Regions from separate parts of the Sus scrofa genome. Here region 2 is linked to region 1. Evidence: chromatin contacts called from public Hi-C data. All regions are on one chromosome and are shown on one strand. Each heading gives the region's core, a stretch centred on a gene start, on an enhancer-like site or on the middle of the called end of the contact. The rest is flanking DNA. Distances are from core to core; before and after follow the strand shown.

Evidence for each region. Hi-C and Micro-C count contacts between places; a contact is called where the count stands out from the background.
Region 2: a Hi-C map of embryonic fibroblasts shows a contact between it and region 1, with 6 times the contacts expected there. The contact joins the promoter of HEXIM1 here to the enhancer-like site in region 1. A contact is called at or near these places in 2 of 47 Hi-C or Micro-C datasets (embryonic fibroblasts and epiblast stem cells) and 1 of 2 datasets of contacts at active chromatin or transcription factors (skeletal muscle).

What each region holds. Positions count from the first base shown.
Region 1 is chr12:18,090,447-18,094,908 of Sscrofa11.1, reverse strand. No RefSeq gene overlaps it. Among named protein-coding and RNA genes, the nearest start is that of MAP3K14, 50 kb to the left of the region's middle. Within about 2 kb of position 1,533, at least 4 of the 83 cell types and tissues checked have an H3K27ac peak or open chromatin away from gene starts, as enhancers often do. A contact at or near this core is called in embryonic fibroblasts, where this site is marked.
Region 2 is chr12:18,268,341-18,272,995 of Sscrofa11.1, reverse strand. HEXIM1 (protein HEXIM1) reads left to right here and starts at 2,907. Exons shown (of 1, transcript XM_003131323.5): 1 at 2,907-4,655. The coding sequence starts at 4,545. ACBD4 (acyl-CoA-binding domain-containing protein 4) reads left to right here. Exons shown (of 10, transcript XM_003358011.4): 10 at 1-209.

The DNA.
Region 1 (4,462 bases), core at 284-2,783:
CCCCCTAGCCTGGGAACTTCCATATACCTCGGGTGCGGGCCTAAAAAAAGAAAAAAAGGAAAAAAAAAAAAAAAAAAAGCAATATCAGTGAAGTGCAATAACACGAGATATGCCTGGATGTTGGATGTGTTCATGGATGGGATGGTGCAGGGGGCGGGCCTAGCCTCCGGAGGGACGTGGCATCACTTAGGAGGTGGCGCTTGAGCTGGGCATGGAAGGATGGGCTGTGGTAGGATGGACTAGGTAGAAAAGAAACAGCATACACAGACGCTTGGGGGTGCCAAAGGTGTGGAACGGCAAGGCTTGTTCAAGGAGCATCAGGCAGCCGGGCGTGGCTCCATTTAACGAAGCCACCTTGCGGGCCCAGGGCTGGACCACATTGCCCCGCTGATCAGGACCATCACTCTCTAAAGTGGTCTATTCATGAAGCAGCTGAAGCTCAGAGAGGCTAGGTAATTGTCTGAAGTCCCACAGCTCAGGGTCAAGCTCAGGTTCAAATTCAGGTTCATCAGATTCCCAAATCTGCTCCGAAGCACCACGCTGAACTGCCCGAGGACACGATTCAGGACCCAACGAGCCAGGAATAACCATTCAGACTTGAGTCTAGATAGCAGACTTCCCCAAATGCCTGCCATTTAGACTCCGTCTTTAAGAGAACTGTTGTGTCCTCATGTCTTAATGCTTGTCTTTAAATATTTCACTGTTGAGGAGCTCCTGTTGTGGCTCAGCAATAACAAACCCAACTGCTATCCATGAGGATGCGGGTTCGATCCCTGGCCCTGCTCAGTGTGTTAAGGAGCTGGCATTGCTGTGAGCTGTGGTGTAGGTCAAAGACGTGGCTGGGATCTGACGTTGCTGTGGCTGTGGTGTAGACTGGCGGCTGCAGCTTTATTTTGACCCCTAGCCTGGGAATTTCCAGGTGTGGCCCTAAAAAGACAAATAAATAAATAAATATTGCATTGTTTAAAAACTTAATATTAAGTAACTTTCTTGACACATAACACACATGAAGAAGTACACAAATAATTTTCGCTCATGTTAAAAAAAATTTTTATACTCTGATTTCTCTTCAGATTGAATAAATCTTTCCTCTTAGAAAAAAAAAAGCAATTTCCACCCAGGTCAACAGCAGAATATGATGAGCCCTCAGCAGCCAGCCTTGTGCCACTTCCCAGACTTGGCCCCACAGGTAACCACTCTCCGAGTTGTAACAGCACAGATTAGTTTTGTGCGCTTTTGAACTTCCTATAAATGGAACCATAAAGACTGTTCTTTTTATGTGTCTGGCTCAACATTTGTGTAGTTTAATTTATTCATTCTCACTTTTACACAGTATTCCGCTATATGGCTATACCCGAATGTATTTATCCATTTGACTGCTGATGTCTATCTAGATTGTTTTCAGCTTCTGGCTACCATGAGTAAAACTGCTCTGAATGTTTGTGTATGATGCTTGGTGAACACGTGCCCTCATATCTGTTGGGATTATCCGTAGGAGTCGAATTCCTGGGTCAGAGGGTTGTATGGGAGCGCTCAGTGGATGTGGCCAGTTTCCCAAAGTAGTTGTTATAAATTACATTCTCACTACCAGTGAGTCAGAGTTCCAATGACTGCACAGTCTTGCCAACATTTGTTACTGAAAGTCTTTTTCATTTTGATCCTAGTGGGTGTATAGGGATATAAGATTGTGCCTTTAATTCACATTTCTCTTAATGTAGTTGAATACTTTTCATCTGTTCATTGGTCACTTATATATCCTCTTTTTATGAGATGTTCAAGTCTTCTGCTCATTTTTCTATTTTTTTTATTTCTATTGATTTTTTTTTTTTTTTTGGCTGAACCTGCAGCATGCAGGCCAGGGAAGTTCCCAGGCCAGGGATCGAACTCAAACCACAGCGATGACAATGTGGCATCCCTAACCACTAGGCCACCAGGGACCTCCTCTATTGATTTTTCTCATTGATAAATAAGAGTTCTTTATATTTCCGAATGCCACTCCTTTGATGGATGTATGATTTACAGTATCTTCTCTCGAATAAATTTATTTTATGGACCATTACTCCCATAACTAAAAAACCAATATCATGTGATAGATAATAGACTGCAAAATAAAATAAAAATAAGACAATGTTAAAGAGAGAGAGAGAGACAATGTTATTACATTCTAGCTAAATATCTCATGGCTGGCAGAAGGGCTAGAATCCTGTTAAGAGATTAGCAAGAGAGGAGTTCCCTGGTGGCTCAGAGGGTTAAGGATCCAGCATTATCATTGCTATGGCTATGGTTATGGCTGTGGCACAGGTTGGATTCCTGGCCCAGGAATTTCCACATGCCTGGGGCAGAGCCTAAAAAAGGAAGAGAGAGATTAGCAAGGAAAAACAGGTGTTAAAGGGAGTTCCCACTGTGGCTCGGCAGTAATGAACCTGACTAGTATCCACGAGGACGCGATTTCCATCCCTGGCCTCGCTCAGTTGGTTAAGGCTCCGGTGTTGCCTTAAGCTGTAGTAACGTCCATGTGCCATGGATATGGCCCTAAAAAGACAAAAACAAAAAACAAAAAAGCGAGAGCTGAGGAGTCCATTAGGAGTAGTCGAAGAAGTCCAGGTGGTAAATATCAAGGCCTGGGTGGGGGTGGGGATTAGAAAGAGAAGAGGTAGAACCTGGGCAACATCGTGGCTGATGTGTTGAGAGAGAAAAAGGAGCTGTCGGGGGTAAGTCTAAGTTGGTGGACTGGGAGGAGGGAGATAGCAGCCTGGAGAAGCGAGTTGCGGGGAGGGAGGAGATAAGGAAATCAATCTGGGGGAATGCGATGAATTCATTTTTTTGTTGTTGTCTTTCGAGGGTCGCACCTGCGGCATATGGAGGTTCCCAGGCTAGGGGTCCAATCAGAGCTGTAGCTGCCGGCCTACACCAGAGCCACAGCAACGCCGGATCTTCAACCCACTGAGTGAGGCCAGGGACCCCCAACCCACAACCTCATGGTTCCCAGTCAGATTTGTTTCCACTGTGCCATGACGGGAACTCTGGGTGCACTGAATTTGAACTGATAGCAGGATCTCACAGGGAGCTTCTGAGTCTCCCATTTATTTATTTATGCACTGGTTTCACAAATATTCACTGAGCATGTACGGGGGCCCGGGGTGCAGCCATCCATCAGACAGATAAGATCTCTGCTCTGATGGAGTCGAACATTCATGGGAAAGATGGACAATGGGAAAACCAGGTAAGGACAAGCACACTGTGCTCAGGGCTCGGGGCTCGGGGCTCGGGGCTGGGGGTGGGGGGGACTGCGGCCTTTGGAGAAGGTGCAGCCGTTAAAGCCAGCTTGCTTAGGAGAGGGGCAGGGTGAACTGTGCAGAGGAGAGGGCCGAATGCCAGCGTTTAGAAGCAGCAGGGGAAGGAACACCCCTCAAAGCAAACCAAGGAGGAGGAATCAGAGGGGGAGGAGGCGGAAGTGGGTCACTGGAAGAGCGTTTCAAAGATCTTTCAATGGATGCGTTCATTCATTTATTGAATCAGACTTCATTTGGTGCCTTCTGAGTGCCGGGCTCTGGGGGATCAGAGATGAATGTGAAGTCTCTGGGGGAGGCAGTTGTGTAAACTACAAATTATTAGTAAGCCCACATGAGCAAGATTCTATCATGGAAACACATGGGGGCGGTGTTATGTTGTGGGAGTGCAGATGATGGGAACTCCCTATTTTTGAACCTACTGTGTGCTAGGCTTCTGGAAGGGTGGGCGTGCAGCTAGAGGATGGGGGCAAGGGCGTTGACAGAGAAGGACCAGCTTGAGCAAGTGCCAGGAGGTGGGAAACTGCTTGGGCAGTTCTGGCAGCGGGGAATCCACAAGCACATGGCAGGTGGAGCAAGGCAGAGCGCCAGGGGCCTGGGATGGGCTGGAGATTCTGCCGAGTCAGTGCACCAGATTCAGGAGGTGCTGGGGCCAGTGCAGATTTCAAGGAGAGTGCCTGCCACTCGGCACTGTTCCACTCAGACCACTGTTCCACCCAACTAACTGGAGCCAGGTCGCCTGGGAACCTGGATGAGCCCCAGGAGGAGAGGTGGGCGTGGTATGTTGGAAGGCATCTTTCAGAGGGGCCTGTGAGAGGAGGGGAGTAGAGTATGGGGCCCTCCAGTGTCCTGGGAGTGTTCTCTTGGAACAGTGGGCAGAGAACTGAGGGCTCCTGTCGGGGATGGAGGAGGGTGAAGCGGGCAGAGGTGCCAAGGCCCAGCCCCGAGCAGCCTAAGTTTGGAGGCACCCCCTGAGGGGAAGCCCTGGGCTGACCCAAGGGCCAGAGCCTCCTTGCGCTCCTCCTGGTCCAGGCCTCACCTGGTCTCCTCCCCCGCCTCATGTCAGCAGCCTCACCCCCCAGCCTTGGCACGTGGGGGCTGGAGGATGGACGGGTACCAGACTCTAGGGTTCTCTTGACCCCGGCCCACTGCGGCACAAAGCTCCCTCTAAC
Region 2 (4,655 bases), core at 1,658-4,157, 180 kb before region 1:
GGCCGGGGCCTGGAAGAGTGATTGGCTGGGAGGCTGCGGGAGAAGGCCAGGAGGCCCGGCAGAGTTGGGGAAGGGCGGGGAGCGCTGGCCCTGGGGGAGGGGAGTCCGCTCCCTTTGGCTGGCCGCCCTACCCCCACAAATACTCAGGACGTCTTCACTTACTAAAGAATGTTTCACTAAATAAAATAAAACCTTCATCTTCTGCCGTCTGGGCTGCCACGGAGTGAGGTGGGAGCGGGTCCGGGAGGCGCGAGACTCAAGTCCCTTTCCTCCCCCTGCCCCGCCGCCCGCGGCCCGCCCGGAGAGGCCAGCGGCCGGTGTTCCCGAGGGAGCATCTTCCTCCTCCCGGGCCTAGTGGAGGGCACACAACCCGGGGGGCCGGAGGGGCTGCGGGGGCGTCCAGGGCTGGGTGGGGGCCCTCAGCCGGGGGTGGGGGTGGGGCCGAGGCTGCGTCCCTGCCCCTCTTCCCGTCGGGGACAGGGGTGCGGGGGACCGGTGAGCTGGGGGCGGCCGGAGGAGTCCAGCGGGGCTTGGGCACAGGCTTCTTCCCGGCCCGAAGGAAGGGCGGCTGCTCCCTGCGCCGCGCGCGCGCGCGCGCGGCGCAGGGCCAGGGACCTGAGACCCTGGCCCCGTAAGTGCCCACTGCCTGTTTCCCCCTCCTAGGCTGCTCGCTTCCAGAGTCCTCTCCCGCGCCCAGGGAACTTTCTGGAAGGCCAAGGCCTGCAGGAGCTTCGTCCCCGCCCCTCCCCGAGTGAGCACAGACCCCTGGGGGCCACCAGCTGCTGTGGGCTGCTCTGGTTCCAGCATTTTGAGTTAACCCCTGTGTGAAGATGGACATCTGAAGGGGAGGGAGAGAGGGTCCAGGCTGGTGCTGGGGATGCGGGCCTGGGGCGGAAGCCAGCTCCACCACTTGCACTTACTAGCTGTGTGACCTGGGCAAGACTCTTAACTGCTCTGAGCCTGGGTCACCTTATTTGTGGAATAACGACGAGGATCTCTTCGTTGTAAAGGCAGTCCAGGGGTTTATATGAGCAGGACATGTAAAATGCCTGGCGAAGAGTTAAACCTCAGCTAATAGCAGGGTGCCTGGCCTCTTGTTTCATAGAATTCTGGAATTCCACAACCCATGAGTCTGGCCACGCCTCCCCTAATAGGACAAATGAGCCCATGCAGCTGAGCCCTATCCAGTAGACCAGGCTGGGCTCAGCTGTACCTTCCAAAGCCCCTGACTGAGGATAGCCAGGCGTCCTCTGGTGTCTGAAACTGTGACTGTGGAGTTCTCTGCAAAATCCCTTTACCTCAGGGCGCTCCCAGTATGAGGGGCAGTTCTTGCTCTCAGGGCACCTGCGACTGATGAGCAGCACAGAGGAGGGGCAGGCTTTTCAGAGTTCTTGGAAGCTCAGGGAAACAGGCTAGGATGTTCAATTTCAAAACATCTGGAGGTGCCCCAGGGGCACTGTTGCTTGCCTTTTCCCTTTGGGCGTGCCCGTCATCGCTTCCCCAAGGACAGCTCCCGAGTCTCCAGACAGGTCCTTTCTTTGGACAAGTTGCATGTGCTTTGTAGAATGCCCTACTTCATGCTACTCAAAGACGGCCAAGAAGTCATCTCCTGCATGAAATCTGTCCACAATTCTCAACTCCTAAGCAATTTGGCTCATAAACTCCCACCAGGATTTTCTTCACTTGCTATTCTGGCTTACTGTGGTTGGGTCGTCTCTCCAAACAGTCCCTGAGTAGCAAGGATGATACTTTATTCATCATTGTGCTCTCTTATCAAATCATTGCCAAAGGAAGAAATAAGAGCCTAAATTAGGCTGAAGCTGTTGGGGATGAAAAGGAACTAAATCCAGGAGTTCCTGTTGTGGCTCAGTGGGTTAAGGACCGTACCTCTCTGTGAAGATGTGGGTTCAATCCCTGGCCTCACTCAGTGGTTTAAGGATCCAGTATTGCCGCAAGCTGCAGCTTAGTTTGCAGAGGTGGCTCAGATTTGGTGTTGCTGTGGCGTGGGCCCCAACTGCAGCTCTGATTGGACCTCTGGCCCGGGAACTTCCATATGCTGCAGGTGCAAAAGAAAAAAAGGAACTAAATCCAGAGTTCATACGAAAAAAAAGAGTTTTGTGTCTGTGACAAAGAAAAATGGTACGGGGTCACAAAGACCTTTGCTCTGGCCTAAACTGCCACTTAGTTGTCATGTGACCCTGGACAGATCACTTAATTTCTGAGCATTAAAGAGGTTTCTTATCTCTAAAATAGAGACAATAATCCCTACTCTGCCTAACCCGCAGGGCTGTGGTGGAGCAAATGGTTCTGTGTGTAAAAGAACGTTGTGCAGTGGAAAGCAGCTGGAATATAAGACAAGGCTGTAAGTAAGAAATAGTAGGAATGGGTCACTGAGTGTATGGCCAACTGAGATTACAGAGAGGCTTAAGTGATTTGAACAGAGTTTGGGCTACTTCTGGGCCCTATCTTTTGGGCGGGAGCTTGGAATCTGGAGAACTTTCCCAAGGAGAGTATGTCCCTCCCACCCCCATGAATCTGCCCATAGTTCTGGGCCAGAATCCCCCTGCCCCCATTTCTGGGCAAGACTTCCTCCTGGGGGAGCCTCTGGCTCTGCTTTCCTCAGGGTGTTGCCTAGCGCCCACTGACGAAGAGCCTTGGTGGCTCTTTTGCTCTCTCTCTCTCTGCGTAGCCAGGATTGATTATTTCAACTCTTTATTAATTTCAAACCCCTCCCCCCAAGAAAGCAGCTCATCAGCCGCCCTGCACTCTTCTATCTGGGCATTTCCTGGTCGGTTCCCAAGTGAAGAGACCAAGAAGGCCTCAGGAGGCCATTTTCTTCCAAAGAACCTGAGGCCCCGGGGACGGGGGAAGGGGGGAGGGGGCAGGGGCAAGGCCTTCCCGCCCCGGGCCGGACAGCATGCACACCCAGCGTTTCCCCCGCTCAGGCTAGAGACTCGGTCACGGCCCACCATTTTGCACTGGCTCCTGGGGCGGCGGCAGTCCTGAAAAAAACCACGCTGGGGCTGGGACTCCGCCACTTTCGGCCAAGAACCCCAAGGCCAGTCCGAAGGTGGACGTCACCCAGGACTCGAACCTGCCTTCTCATCTTTGGAGGCCTAGTCCGAGATTGCGGTCACACTGTCCCTTTAAGGCGGCACTTTTTATTCTTCATTTGTTTACCTCTTCATGCGCTTTTTTAAAAAACACAAATTGTGTTCACAATATCCTTCCGCAAATGTCAATCCCAGTCACTAGCTACACACTCTGAAGCCATTCTTGTAATCTTAGGAATCTAAGACTTATTAGCCTTGGGCCAATATCTCTCTTTATAGAATTTAACCCTCTTTTGCACTTTAGGGACTATTTTTTAGGAGTAAACCATTCCTGCTTTAGTTAACACATGTTTATGACCTTCAGAACCTTTCCGCTGAGGACAGAATACGAAAAAAGCCTTTAAGACGCACCTTTTCATAAAAATATTCTGTGTGGGCCCTCATAGCCATGGAATCTTCTCGTATTCCCGAAGCAGAATGGTATGGTCCAGAACCCGCCCCATCTTCTCTGCGATTGGCCTTCCTTCCTCAGCGAGACGTGGGCCTCTTGGCCAATGGTGACCCACGTTTCTCTAGCGAGCGATAAGCGATGGAAGGAGACGGCCTGGAAGACGCCCCCTACGCGTCCTGGGATTGGCTACGTCGCACGGCGCGCGAGGATGGCGGGCCTGAAAGATGGGAACTACGACTCCCAGCTTCCAGGGATGGGGACTCCGTTACGCATGCGCATAGGCGGGGCAGCCCGGCTTCTATATAAAAGGGGCGCAGCGGGCTGGGAGGCAGCAGTTGGAAGTTGGCAGGTGGAGAGGCAGGTTGGGAGGGGAAGTCGGGGGAGGAGGCGGAAGAGGAGCTGTCGGAAGGGGGAGGAGGGCGGGAGGAAAAAGAGGAGGAGGCGGAGGAGAACTGAGCTGAGCAGAGCATCGAGCCAAAGGGGAGATGAGTTTGTCTGTCCTCGGTTGAGGCTCCGGCCGGGCCTAGGGAACTGGGAGCCCGGGTTGGAGCGACACCCGTGGAAGTGGGAGGAGGTGGCTCTGGGACTTTAACCCCTTGTGGGCTCTGCGGCAGGGGATTTAACCCTTTGTGGATCCAGCCCCTCGGAGTCAGCGTCATCGGGTAGTTTTAACCCTTTCGGGGCTGGGTTTAACCCGTTGGATTTAACATCTCGTTGCCCACCAACTCCTCGATAGCGGGGCGCGCTGCGGGGAGGCTTGAGGCCCACCCCCTCTGCACATTACGTACTGTTTTGCTGCTGCACCCCCTTGGACGCGCTAGCTGGCCGCGCTGTGAGCGCTTAACCCTTTACTGACTTGAACTCCCCAAGTTGCAGTTGGAGTTTGCTGACAGAAGGACTGGCTAAAGGCATCACTGCAGGAATTACAGACCGAAGAGGACTGTGTTGGACATTTTTGAAAAGAAAAGAAAAACCTTTTTTTTCTTTAAGGACTTAACAGCCAAAATTCTTCAAACTTCGAGAAGAGGATTCTATTAGCCATGGATGAGCCACTCTTGTCAGAGTATCAGCACCAGCCTCAAACTAGCAACTGTACAGGTGCCGCTGCTGTACATGAAGAGCGGAACCCCGATCGCCCCCCAGGCGCGGAG